Regions from separate parts of the Anser cygnoides genome. Here region 2 is linked to region 1. Evidence: chromatin contacts called from public Hi-C data. All regions are on one chromosome and are shown on one strand. The core of a region is the stretch at or near the end of the contact, and the rest is flanking DNA. Distances in the headings are between cores, read along the strand shown.

The links. A called contact is a pair of places that touch in the nucleus more often than the background predicts.
Region 2: a contact with region 1 is called in a Hi-C map of liver, with 6 times the contacts expected there. The contact joins the promoter of SLC39A9 here to the promoter of DCAF5 in region 1. A contact is called at or near these places in 3 of 7 Hi-C or Micro-C datasets (granulosa cells and liver).

What each region holds. Positions count from the first base shown.
Region 1 is chr5:29,533,430-29,540,145 of Taihu_goose_T2T_genome, forward strand. It overlaps DCAF5 (DDB1 and CUL4 associated factor 5), which reads right to left and starts at 2,283. Exons shown (of 9, transcript XM_066998566.1): 1 at 1,651-2,283. The coding sequence starts at 1,861. EXD2 (exonuclease 3'-5' domain containing 2) reads left to right here and starts at 1,639. Exons shown (of 10, transcript XM_066998571.1): 1 at 1,639-1,775; 2 at 2,827-2,949.
Region 2 is chr5:29,662,645-29,669,163 of Taihu_goose_T2T_genome, forward strand. SLC39A9 (solute carrier family 39 member 9) reads left to right here and starts at 1,500. Exons shown (of 7, transcript XM_048065227.2): 1 at 1,500-1,792; 2 at 5,639-5,747. The coding sequence starts at 1,697. ERH (ERH mRNA splicing and mitosis factor) reads right to left here and starts at 1,365. Exons shown (of 4, transcript XM_066997739.1): 1 at 1,225-1,365. The coding sequence starts at 1,227.

The DNA of each region.
Region 1 (6,716 bases), core at 1,033-3,532:
CTGACAGCAAAGCTACAATCCTCCAGGGACACTTCTTCAAAACCAGAAAGTTATAATTAGGAAGGTCTCGGCGTATCAGCTTCCGCTCTAGAAGAGTATGATTTGGTGGTTTTATTCCACCCTGGCTTTAAAAATAAATAACCGAACAGCCATAACAACTTTTTTTTTTTTTTAAACCAAAGCCCCGCGTTATTTGTGGAGCTATCGCCGCCGCCGTGCCCCAGCAGCCGGGGCGCCCAGGCACGGCGCAGCCCCCCCGCTGCCTGCAGCCCCCCGCTGCCAGCAGCCCCGGGCGCTGAGCGAGGCCATGGCCCCAGCGCCGCTCCCAACACAGCTGCCGAGGCCTCACGCCCCGGGGCCGGGCGATGCCCCGGGGGCCTCCCCGGCGGGGATCGGGCTCTCCCGGGGAGGCAGGCAGGCAGGCAGGCAGGGAGCTTCTCCTCCCGCCCCCTTCCCCCGAGGCCCACGGCCTCCCCCCGCGGCCTGCCGCGGGCGCAGCGGCCCGGCCGGCGCCCCGCGGGGCTCTGCCCGCTCAGCAGCGGGGTCCCCGGGCCGGGCAGGAGGGCAGGGGAGCACGGCGGCCCCCCGAGGGCCTCGCCGAGGCCGGGCTGCGCCCTCGGTCCCCCGGCCCGTCGCTCCGAGCAGCCCGGGGGGAGCGCGGCCTGCAGCGCCCGGCCAGGCCCCGGCCTCAAGTTGCCTCCTTTCCCCGGCGAGCCCGGGGGCGGGGAAGGAGGCAGAGGCACCTGCGCCAAACGCTGCTGGGGAGGGAGACGGGGGGGGAGGCGGGCAGCCGGCTGCCGGGCCCCGCGGCCCCTCCCGGCGGGGGGGAGAGGCTCGGCACCCCTTTCCCCCCCTCCTCGGTGTCGCAGCCCGTGTCGAGCCCCTGCCTCCCTGCTACCTGACAGCATCCCCTCCTCCCCCCGGCCTCCCCCTGCCCCAGGCAGGCAGCAGCGGGGAGCCTTAACCCCCCCCCCCCCCCCCAACCCCATCACCGCGGAAATAATCCCCCTCTCTTCCCCCAAAGCATCCTGCTAGGGGAGGAAGGGGGAGAGGAGGAACAAAACACTCCCCCTCCTCCTCTCCCCCCCCGAAGCGGGGTGCCCAGCCCCCCGGGACACGCCGCCCCCCCCCCCCCCCGGTGCCCCCGGCCGGGCTGAGCCCCCCCCGCTGACCCCGCTGCGGGCGGGCGGGCGCTGACAAATGTCACTCGGCTCCCACGATTAGCCCCGCAGTTTTGTTTCCCCTCCCCGAATAGAATACCCCCCCCTTTTTTTTCTAAAAAAAAAAAAAAAAAAGAGGGGAGGCAAAACAAATGATCCAGCAAATAAAAGGGCACCCCCGGCTTCCCCCCTCCCCAACCCCGGCGTCCTGGAAACACTCGCGTAGAAACTTTGTCCGGGGCTCCCCACCACCAGCAGCAGTCACGGCAGAATTTAAAACCTGTCAACCATTTTAGATCTCCACTTGGGGGAACATTAATCCCGGCCCGGGGCTGCTCGGAGGCACGGCGGCGGGTGCCGCCGCGGCTCCCCCCGGGCCGCGGGGGAGGCGGCCGAGGAGGAGGAGGAAGAGGAGGAGAAGGAGGATGCTTTCTGGGGAGGGGGCGGCGAGGGGGGGGGGGGGGTGAGGGCCGGGGAGCGCTCGCTTTACCTGAGACCAGCCACTGGCCTCCATTGTTGGAGAATTCAATGGCATTGACACAGCCGAAGTGGCCCAGGAGGTCCTTCTTGTAGAGGTTCCTGCAGCCCCGCAGGCGTCGCCGCTGGAAGTCCTGGGTGAGCAGGGGGTCCCCCTCCAAGCCCCGCTGGGACAGGAACCCCACCACGGACCGCATGCTGCCCCCCCGGCCTCGCCTCTTCATGCTGCCGCCTGCGCCGCTCCCCGCCGCTCCTTCCCCCGCCGCCCCTTCCCCCGCCGCCGCCTCCCCTCCCCCGCTTCCCCCCTTGTTATGGTTATGATGATTTTTCTTTAGCCAGCCATGGCAGAGAGGTGTTAGACACTCCGCCGCTTCCTGATCCCGCTGGCTCCTCCCCGCTCCCCTCAGCAGCTGATCCTCAGCTGCAGCCCGCGCCTCCCCGCCGCTCCCGGCCCGGCTCTAACGTCGCGCCGCCGCTTTTTAACTCGCTCCTGTAACAGCGGAGCGGGGAAATTCGTAGTCCCCTGGCCCGGCCCGGCTCAGCCCTGCCCTGCCCGGCTCGGTTCGGCCCTTCCCGGCTCGACCCGCCCCGGCTCAGCCCAGCACTCCTCGCCGCCAACGCTGGGCAGCAGGCAGGTGCTGCCGCGGGTGGGCACCGTCCCCTGACTCGCTCGTCGCGGCGCTTCTCTCCCCCCACCCCCTTTTTTTTTTTTTATTATTTTTTATTATAATTCCCTTCCGGAAAGCCGCCCCGACTGAGCTAAAAGGAAAGGGGCCACCCCAGCGCGGAAGCTGGAGGGGGCGTGGGGGAAAAGTGCCCCCCCCCCGGTGTTGGGTTTTGTCGTCTGTGAGCGTTGGGCGATTTCTGTGGCGTTTCCAAAGAGCGTGCGGTGAGGGGTGTGTTGGGTTTGAGACGGTGTCTGCGGGGCTCGCTGAGGTGTTGCCGCTCGCTCCCTCCTGCTCCTGGCTGACCAGAGGATGGGTGCCCCTCCTGAGGGGAGCGGGGCTCCCAGGGCTTTGCCACAGAGGAAGCACAGGCGAGTCTCGTTCTCTTCAGCAACGACAAAACGCTGAAAGGCAGGCGGTTAAACAGGTGAAACTAATCTGTTGTACTTCACTGCGTCATGACACCCTCACCTCTGTGTTACTGAGGGGGGGAAAAAAAAACATTTTTTTTTTTTCTTTCACAGGACTGAGTCTGCCATGTGTAATACCTGACGCTGTGTGAGGACAACAGCAGTGCTGCTTGGAGTGTAACTGCTGTGAGGTGCGGCCCACAGTCCTGCTTTGCAATGTACAACCATGCACACGAGGTGAGTATTCCCAGACATGTGGCTTGAAATTCCCAGGTCTGTATTTCCCCACAGGTGCAGGAGAACCAGAGCCAGTACCTATGGAAACTACAATTTTAGGAATGTGAGGAATTAGTCCGGTAGTTCTGGCCTTCCTTATGCAGAGCTGCACCTGCTGAGAATTAGGTGTCCCCAGACAAACAAAACCCTTCCTGACATTAACTATGGTGTGGCAGCATCACTGGGTACTGCTAGACCGCTGCCATGTTTCAGGGATGGCTTTTCAGCAGAAATTAAAATGATTTCAGTATAGGAAGTCAGTTGAGTGTTTTGGTAGTCTTCGCTAAGACTTACAGAAAGAACGCAAAATCCTATAAACCATACTTTTTAGTTGACAATGTTATAGCCTTACTTCTAATAAAATAACAAACTATCTTAGTGGAATTTTAAAAAATCAGTGAACATTTCTCATATTTCAGCTTTTTACACGTTTCTATATGTGGTATCAATAGGTGTAAATACTGGAACTTAAAAGATAATTAAAGGTACAATAATAATTTGAGAGAAATATCCAGACACAGTCCACTAACAGTTTTCTGTTGGAATGATAATTAACAATGTTAACACTAAAGCAAAAGCCAGGAACACTTAGTCTTTCCTGCATCTGAGCTGTACAAAGATTTTGCTCTAGTTAGAGCTGTCGATAGCCAGCTTTTGCAATGTAACGTGTCTAGCAAGCCTTGGTATAGACAGGCAAAGGCCCTGTCAGTTATGATTTGTGTTTATTACCTTAGCTTCAGAAACAGGTAAATTGTACTGGTATAAATCGTACTTTATAGCTCTTTGGCTTGCATGCTAAAAGATTCTATGGCATTGTGATTACATCAGAAATTGACGCTCACTTTTAAATTCCCAGCATAGATTAGCGATATTATATTTTTCTACCTATAGATTTCAAACTGACTCTATCAGTTTGTACTCTGTTCTCTCCCTTATAGTCTTCATACAGCTTGCATCCCTACAAGATCCAAGAGCCTTCCAGAAATACATTACGTAATGTGACTGTCACTTCTGTCACATGTGGTTCATTTTTTCTCCTTTCCTAAAGTATTGCTTAGGTTGGATATTTTTGTTTTTATACTGAAACAAATAGGTGTAGGAATGTTTTCTTTGAAATGTGACATAATAAAATCGCTGAAGCTCTTTCTCCATGTGCTGGATCCAGTCTCTAGGAAAGATGTGTACTTACATGAACAAATATAAATAAACAATTTTTTTTCCTAAAACCACGGTGCTAGGATTTTCAAGAAAGGCTTAACTGATATATTTTCTTTTTTAAATCACATTTGTCAGCAGTCAGAAAGAAGATGTCATGTTGTCAGAACTCGAGAGAAAAATAATAGCAGACTGCCAAGCTTTTCTGTGAAATGCAATGTTCTTTCCCATATCCATATAGGTTAAAAATGTACTGGTAAGCATTTTTTGCTCTCCAACTCCTTTGTTTGAATTAATTTTGAAAATATTTAACACCTAAGAAATTCATCGTGACCTGTACTGCTAACATTTTCCTCTGAAAATAACATGTTGCTGCGTTAATGCCTGAATGCTGTAGTCTCATCAGAACACATACAACGATAGGTCTGAGTCATGCTGGAGTAGCACCAATGAAGCATCTTTTTCTAGCTTCATAGGAAACTTCTGCAGCTTGGAGTGGAATTAAGCCTGGACAGTACCTAGTCAAACCAATTCAACTTCTAAAATTCCTATTTTGTGGGACATGTTAGCGCAAAGGGTGCTGTGCTGCAGCTGTTTGAGCATCATGGGCCAAGCTGGCCTGAGTCTGGCTAGACTGTAGACTGGGCAGGGTACCTCAAGGTCTGTTTGTACCCACTGCTTGAGCAGCTTAATTCTGTAGCATGTTACAGTCTCCTGCATGCCTCAAAAGCAGCGTGAAACAAAGCACAAAAATGTTTTGACTAATTTTAACAAGTAGACAATAGAAAGGGAGGATTCAACTGAAAAGGAAAGGGGAGATAATGAACAGGGAGATGGCTTTCTGTGGAGGAAAATGCAGATAAGTAAATAATGTTTGTTGCAATACAGAACAAGGAACTATCAGAATGCTTCAAACAGAGAAGTGATGTGGTCAGAGTAATGATCTACATAAACAGCCTTGGGTTGTGGTTTCAGGGTTGCTAATTCTAAGCCTGTATGCAACCAGATATCCCACTGCTACTAAAATAATCTGGATCAGGTATGGCCATGCTGTCACATTGCTCTCACATCAGCTTGTGCCCATGCTACAGAGTTTTTGTTCTCCCTCTGGAAGGGCTGACAATACCTGATCTGCTTTTAATGTCTGCTTGTACAAAATTATCCCATCAACATTTTGTTCTGACCAAATTTGAATTGGCAGAATGAGTTAAAATTGCATTAGTGGTTTCCATCTGATGGTTGTGGCACACTTGATCGTTAAAAGGAGGACTACAGTCAGCTTTCCTGTACTGTCAGCTCATGGTATTCACAGCAGTTAAAGGCTGCGGGGTTGTGAGTCGCATTGGTCAGTGCTGGAGGGAAAGGTGTTGGGGCAGTCTAGGTATGGAAGCAAAAGACCTAAACAAGGGATCCAAGAATGGATCAAAGGACTTTGTCTAAAAGATGCCTCATAGCAGAAGTCTAAATTTAGACATACCCTGGGCACTTGTGTCTACAGAGAGGTCTCAGTCAGAACTGATAGTTGACGTGGAAGCTTGAGCGGCAGGTAGACCAGTGATGTTATCCATAGGTATGCACAAAGAAGATGAGAGGACTTGTAGGTAAGAGAAAGAGCCATGTTCTAGCTTTGCTGAGCTTTAGCTTCCTGCTAGTCATCCACAGAAAAGAGAAGGCTATGATTTGAGTTTGGATAGAGGAAGATAGCTCTGGGGAAAGGAGCAGATCTGTAAATCATCAGCGCAGAGATGGTAGTTGTGTTTGTATTTCAGATGAGATAACTGAGAGATAACGTGGGAGGATAAAAGCAGAAGACCAAGGATACAGCTCTGTGACACAGCATGAGGAGAATCTGCCAAAGAACACTTGGAAGAAAGGCCTAAATAGTAAAAGGAGGAGATTTTAAGTGAAGCGTGGTTGATTGTGTCAAGTCAAAGACAATGAGGTTTAAATACATTTTTCTGAGCACTGTTGAGCCTTTGAATGGCTTGGGTTGATCCAAAGTGGAAATAGAAAAGAGATTTGGACACCGATACTCAAATATCTATGGGGTTAGTCTACAGGTGCAACAGAGACAAGGCAGCCATTAGAGAAGGAGGTGGGTCTGGGTCAAGGCTTTTATTTATTTATAACACACTTGATTTTTTGAGAAATAGAAGGAAAAGGAGGGTGAGCCAAGAAGATGATGTCATACTTCAGCCATATCTTTTTTTTTCCTTAATAACTCCTCTTGTGTAGTTTATTCTCTCTAGTGGAAATTAGGTGGCTTCTGGGCTTTTCTCCTTTTGCTTACTCATTTCAGACCAGAAAGGTGGGGAGAACAAGCACTGTTCTCTCAAACGTCACCCCTTGAGGCTGTTCAGCTAAAGATGTAGCTTGAACATGCAGCTGAGCTGATCTAATGACTTGTAGCTGCTGAAAGGAGGCTTTATTCTTCTTGGCTATGCATTCCGTCCCTTTCTTTGTACTGATGCTGCTGCTCATTGGGTCTGTTTGTCTGTCATTTTACTGATTTCATTTGGCTCATGGAGGTGTCCCAATGGATGCCCAAATTGGCACAGGCCAGTCAGGAGGGT
Region 2 (6,519 bases), core at 250-2,749, 130 kb after region 1:
TTACTGCCACTTAAATTTCTCCTTCTAACAAGTATTAATGTCTCAGCTTCTGCTAAAAGCTCTGAAGTAAAGCAAACAATAAAAGAATCAATTCCTTCGTGTTTATATTGTACAAATTAGCTTTTAAGATCTTTGTCCACCTTAGCTGGTCTACCAAAATTACTGCCATTGGGATCAATTGTACTGCAGTATCAATGCATTACATCTTAAGTGTTTCTTTAAGAACTTCCTGTTATTTTACCTTACGACAAAAAAAAAACCCTAAAAAAACTAATTTAGCTTGATTTGGTAAAATTGCTCCTCCTCTCCCACCACAGATGTGACAAGTTCATAAACCTGAGAGGTTTTTTCAAACTTTTACCTGCCCCCCCCCGAATATGTGCCTAGGGACAAAGATCGGTGTAAATAAAAACTGTTTGGTTTTTCCATGAGTATAAATCTCAGTGTTAGAAAACCAAAACAGAGGAAGATACTGAAAATGTCACGCCATAGGAATAGGTAATGTGGAAGAGTGCAGTACGGGCTCTTTATTGTGTTGCATTGTTTCGTGTTCTTGTGTTTTCTTTTAGCGGGAATTGTACTGGCTGTTGTTAAATAAGACCCCAAACTGGTTTATATTACTCCAATTTTCAACTGCCAGAGCGCCCTTTAGAAAGCTCTCCAAGTACAAAATTGCAGACATAACCCCGTAAAAGCGGTTGAGGCAGCACTGGCACCCCAACGAGCAGGAGCCAGGCAGCATCTGCCCGAAGAGCATTTTGCCAATTGCGAAGCCTAGACGAAAACAAACTGGGGGGAAGGAAAAAAGAGAGAAGAAGGAGGTACGGGGAGAGCAGCAAGACGCCTGGCGAAGCGAGGCAGCACACCGCACGCTTAGGGGCCTTCCAGCTCCTCAAGCTAGGCAGGAGGAGTTGATTTCGGCGACTTTTTCCCCTCCTTCGGGCAGCAGAAGCCAAACTCCTGACCGCAGCCAGGCCGAGGCGGGCCTCTCCCCCCAGCCCCGGGGCACCGAGGGGCTCCGGCGCACCCCCCTCACGGAGGCGACCCCCGGGCCCGCACCCCCGGACCAGGCCCGAGCCCCCGCTCGCGGCCTCCCCCCGCCACGTGCTGCCGGGCCGGGTCCCCCCGCGGCCTTGCCGTCCCCCTCTGCCTCCCCCCGCCCTCCCCGGTGCCGGTGCGGCCAGGCCGAGCCCCCCCCCAGAGCCCCCCGCGCCCCCCGCTCACCATCGCGGCTCCCGCTCCTCAGCTCCGCCGCCTCCGACCGCCAGGCGCCCGCCGATCCCCCACAACCCCCCGCGGCCGACCAGCGAGAGGAAGGGCTAGAGCGCCCCCCCGCGCACGCGCGCCCTCTGAAGCCGAAGCGCTGAGGGCGGCGGGTGGAAGCCTAGCGGGACGCGTTGGAGGAGCGGGGGGGGGGGGGAGGGAAGCGGGCTGCGCCGCCATCTTTGATAAGGGAGCCGCGCTTTCCCGCCTCCGGGTGGCGGGCGGCCGCCATCTTGGAGCCGGGAAGGCCCGGAAGGGGAAGCGCCGCGGTGCCGCTCGGTGAGGGGGCGGCTGAGGGGGAGCCGCTGAGGGGGCAGCCATGGGCCGGGGCCGCGCCTGGGCCCTGGGCGTCCGCACGGGCTGAGGTGAGGTGAGGCGAGGTGAGGCGGGGCTGGGGCGGGCAGCTCGCCGCCGGACCTCGCCGCCAGGCGCCATGGATGACTTCCCTGCCATCTGCCTGCTGTCCCTCGCCATGCTGGTGGCCTGCTATGTGGCGGGCATCATCCCCCTGGCCGTCAACTTCTCCGAGGTGAGGGGGCAGCGCGAGGCGCGGTGCGCTTGTGCTCGTTGGAAACCCGCACGGAGGCCGGGTGAGGGAGCCGAAGCCCGTCGGAGCGCTCCGGCCCCAGGCGGAGCAGAGGCTGAGGCGCGTAGCGGGCAGGGGCGGCGGGAGCCGGGCTTGGTGCTCCTTGCGAGTTTCTGTCAGAAATGCCTGGAGTCCCGGCTTAACTTCTACTGCGCGCCTCAAAGGAGGGCGGCTGTGCGCAGTTCTGCTGCCTCCGGCTGTGTTTCGTGTTGTTCGGAGGTGGTGTTCTTGCCCCGTGTTTGTGTAGGTTATACCCGTTTGTATGGTTGGATCAGGCAGTCCGTGTCTGTTTTGGGACTCCCGGCAGCTGCCGGAATACAGGTCGGTGGGAATCCAGAAACGTGGCACTCGGCATCAACAGCAGTCACACACTTGCCAGCCTTCTGCGTAGGCAGTGCTTTACCAGCAGCACACACGTGTACAAACGAGTTTATCGTGGGCTCATCAACTCTCGGAAATCCTCGATTCGATTTTACACTTGCCGTAAACTTGCTGCTTTAAGGATCTGTCTGCTTTGCTGGTTTAACAACAGAACTGTATCTGTGGAAATGATTTATGTGCGAACACCGGTCCTGGAAGTGTCTGATGAGAAGTTACAATCGCTTTATTTAAAACGGTTGCTTAGGCCCCCTGCTACATGGGTAATTTAAAATCGAAATGGCTGTTTGGGCTGTGCGTTATGTGGTTTGCAAAAAGCTTCATAGGTGGTAATAGAGAAAAATGCCTCCTCCCCCTGGGTACTTATCATGGTTAAGTAGAAAGCAAATTAATGCTGTACATAATAAATCCAGATGATGGAGAACAATAAAATTATTCATTAATTAATGCATTTCTTCAGATGAGTTTAATTGTGGACCTGATGTTTGTTTTGATTTCATATTTGTTTCTATTCTTTTAATTACACTTGAATATTCTTGAAAGTCTGAAGCTCCAATAAAGCCTGGTATAGCTAAACATTAGTGGTAAAAAGATACAGATGAACAGCTCTTTGCTTTATTTCTGCAGGCAGATGCACATTTTCAGTTTAATCCCGATTTACATGAAGTACTCTAGAAGACTGACCTTGGGCCAGAAACCACACTCTACCAGTACTTGAGGCTCTCTGAAGTTGTAGCCTAAATGCTCAAAACAAAAAAAAAAGTTGTTCAGGTAGTTTGAATCTTTTCCTTGGGTAATAAAGACTCACAGTGTTGACTGGAATGGGACTGTTTACTTTTTGCTAGGTCCAAGTAAGAGCTTCAATGACGTGAAGATTTAAACGAAGAAATAACTGAGCTGTGGAACAGCTCGGTGTTTTGAGGAATTTAGGTTTTTCCCTGTACATTTTTTAACAGCATTTACTCTGCTGCTGCTCTTAAGAAGAGACACACAAGTGGGTTTTGGAACCGAAATAGTTTGATTTCCTGGATGCCTGTCTGGATAAGCTGCAGTTATTAGGTAGCTGTATTCACCGTTTTGAAGTATTTCATATTGAAAAAGAAATGCAGACTTCTCTTGAAATAGTAACTTGTTAGTGTTTATTATTTTCATGCATTTTTAAAATTCACAGATGTCCAAATTCAAGCAGTACTCTGTATTTGAAGTAGTACTTGAGATGTTTTTTGGCAAACACACACACACACAGCGTAAGAGAGAATATAGTGCTGCAGTGTAAAACCATTTTGTTTTCATTCTGAAACATCATATTTTGGCAAAGCTACTTTGGGAACAGTGGGTGTGGAAGATAATCTTTTCATCTAGATTGCCACTGTTTAATGATTTATCAACTGTAATTGTCATACATGCAACCGTACCATGCATGTTGATGGAAACTTTACATCTCTTGCATATTAGTACTCACATTTTCCCTGGTGATGCTGTAATTGTTTCCCTATGGTCCCACGTGGCTTGCTTTCAGAAAGCCCGTTGTGCTGTCAAGAGCCTCCTATTTCTTCTATGCCAACATCACCTGTGCAGGCGAGATAAGCGGTGCCTGTCCTTGCGGCGTGTGAGAGGGCAGGTGGCACGACGTGTCTGTGCTACGAGTGGTTTCACAATGTTTGAGCACAGACCTTTGTCTCCAGGGCTCTGGTAGCTAACGTTGCTATTTGGTGGCACGCAGTCCTCTTGTGCGTGGAAGGTGATGGCTCTGCCACAAAACAGGTGATACCCAGTTGTTACGAGGATCCAGTTTTGCGTGGTTACTGTATGCACTGTGTTACAGACTAGCTCAGGAGTGACCTCTGCAAGTTGTCATATTTTGAAGTCTAGCAGACGATGCCTATATAATTGCATTTTCAGCACGTGACTTTGACTCTAGCCTGTCAGTGTTGTGGTCACAGGGAAGCAAAAAGTATAATGAACTGTTCTTATATTGGTAAAACAGAATTCAGTCAAACAGTACCGCAGTTGAGAGAGGGGCAGCATCCCTGGCTTTTTGGTTTTGTTTGGTCCAAAATTAGAATATAACTAGGAAAACAGTCGTTACTTATGGTGTCAAATGTCTACCTACCCATTGTGGTATTTTTTTAAGCATGTAGAAACTTTTCCTGGAGTATAAACTAAACTACTTTTGTTTACTGTACTTTAAAAGCATTAAGTTTATGTAATTTTCGTAAAGATTTAATTACAAATTTGCAAAACCAACCAACTGGCATGTATTTTAAAAGCTCTCTTTGCAGTGGGGACAAGGGATGGCTGTGGTTTGTAATTCTGTGTTATACTTGCTGCATAAAACTTCATTTGATGCCTTTTTGAATACATGGAACACATCATCAGATCTTTCAAATACACAAAAGTACACTTCTCTTTAACTATTTTTTATTCACAACTGTGTTTTTTTAAAAAATAAACTCTCTTCTTCAGTGATACCCTATTAAATACAATGCCATTAAAATATGTCAGTTTTAGGACAGACTTTTGTGCAAGGGTTGTTTTAGAGACTGAAACGTAGTTCATCTCCTATAGCAATCTTATAACAGCTTAACTTGGTTTGTTGTGTCTCTCTAAACTTGTAGGTGAAGGTAGAGCTTTTTTGCTCTAAAATCTTCCTTTTATTTTTTCTGCGGTCCTAAAACTTTTCTTAGCCTTTTTCTGTTATATAAATATAGCTGACTTTGTGGTTTGTACTCTTATTTGACCAACGTATTTGCATTTTTAGAGGCGTTTATATTTTTGTCTCTCTCATTTTTCTTTCTTTTATCTGGCAATTTACTTTATTTATATATCTTCCTTTGTTACTTAGCCTGACTTTTTCAGGAACGGGTCATTTATCCTGTGTTGTGCTGTACCTAGGAGAGGCATTAGGGAACTTGCAGGTTTAAGTAGGTTTCTAGTGGGAAGGGTATTTGATAGCAAACCCAGAGTAGAGATAAAACGTAGAATTGTGAACATGCTCCAATTCAGACATAGTCTCCGTGATCCTTGGTCTCTGCAGGCTTTGCAATTTGAGGTCTTGGGCGCAAATTAGCCCCCAAAAAACATTAGTGTCAATTATGACAATCCTTGCTGTTCTCAAGTATGCACCACTCCACTTCTCTGATGTTGCTAGTCTAATGGGTTGTCTCCAACTTTCATTTCCTATTTCAGTTGTTTGTATTGGACACTGAGTACGTTCACATTTCAGCAAGTTAGAAATATAGGACTATGCAACCAGGTCTCCTGAGTATTAATCAGCAAGAGATTTCGTGGGTCGTTCTCTCTTTTCCACTCCACTTCTTCCCCATCCCCCATTTAACCTCTGTTAATGAGGGAGAGTAAGGGAAGCATTTTCCTTCGTAAAGGTGATACTTGTTTTGTGCTTGCTTGCAGGAGAGATTAAAGTTGGTGACTGTTCTGGGCGCCGGGCTGCTGTGCGGAACTGCCTTGGCCGTCATTGTGCCCGAAGGAGTACATGCACTTTATGAAGACATTTTGGAGGGTAAGAACCAAAACTATGTAGATAGCCATGTTCAAGATAACCTAGGCCATGATTTATTATTTAGTGGGGCCTGTTTGTAGGGCTTTTAAGATAAGATTGGCAGGGGCTTTCACAGTATGACACAAAGCCCACGTACAAATACAGAACTGCCGTAGATAAGATACTGCACGTTTCTGGTGGTTTGGGAGAGGAGTGTGATCAGGCTGGGGATCAGGTGATTCTTGCCGAGCGATCCGGTCGCTTGTGGGTCCAGTGTAACAGACTGCTCGTGGAGCCATAGCCCGTTATGCTGGGTCATGTGTAATGTTTCTTATTGTGGGGAGAGTTAAAGTTTAACTTTCACTGGAACCTCTGATGAGGTGTAGGGATGTCTTTGGGTGAGAATGGACTCATCGACTATTTGCTGTTGCATTTCGTAATGTAGATCGCTTCTCGTTTCAGCAATTGCTGGAAGTGCTTTATGTGTACGTGTTATGCTATGTGTACGTGCCATGTAAGAGTTTTCTCTTTTGAAACTGAAGAACTTACAGAAGTATGGATAGGTTCTCACAAGTGTGGAGAAAGAACACTGGATGGCAGCTGCTGTTCCTGCCCGCAGCAAGCTGGGGGGCTGTTGCAAGCCAGTTAAAATGGTCTGAAGCTGGAACCAAGATACCTTAAGGCACCTGACTGAAAATCGTGGTTACGTGGGGCTAATTTGCAGAGTAGGAGACATTTCTGTCTTGGGTGGTATAAGCACATCTTGTACCCAGAAGTCTTGGAAAATCCTCAG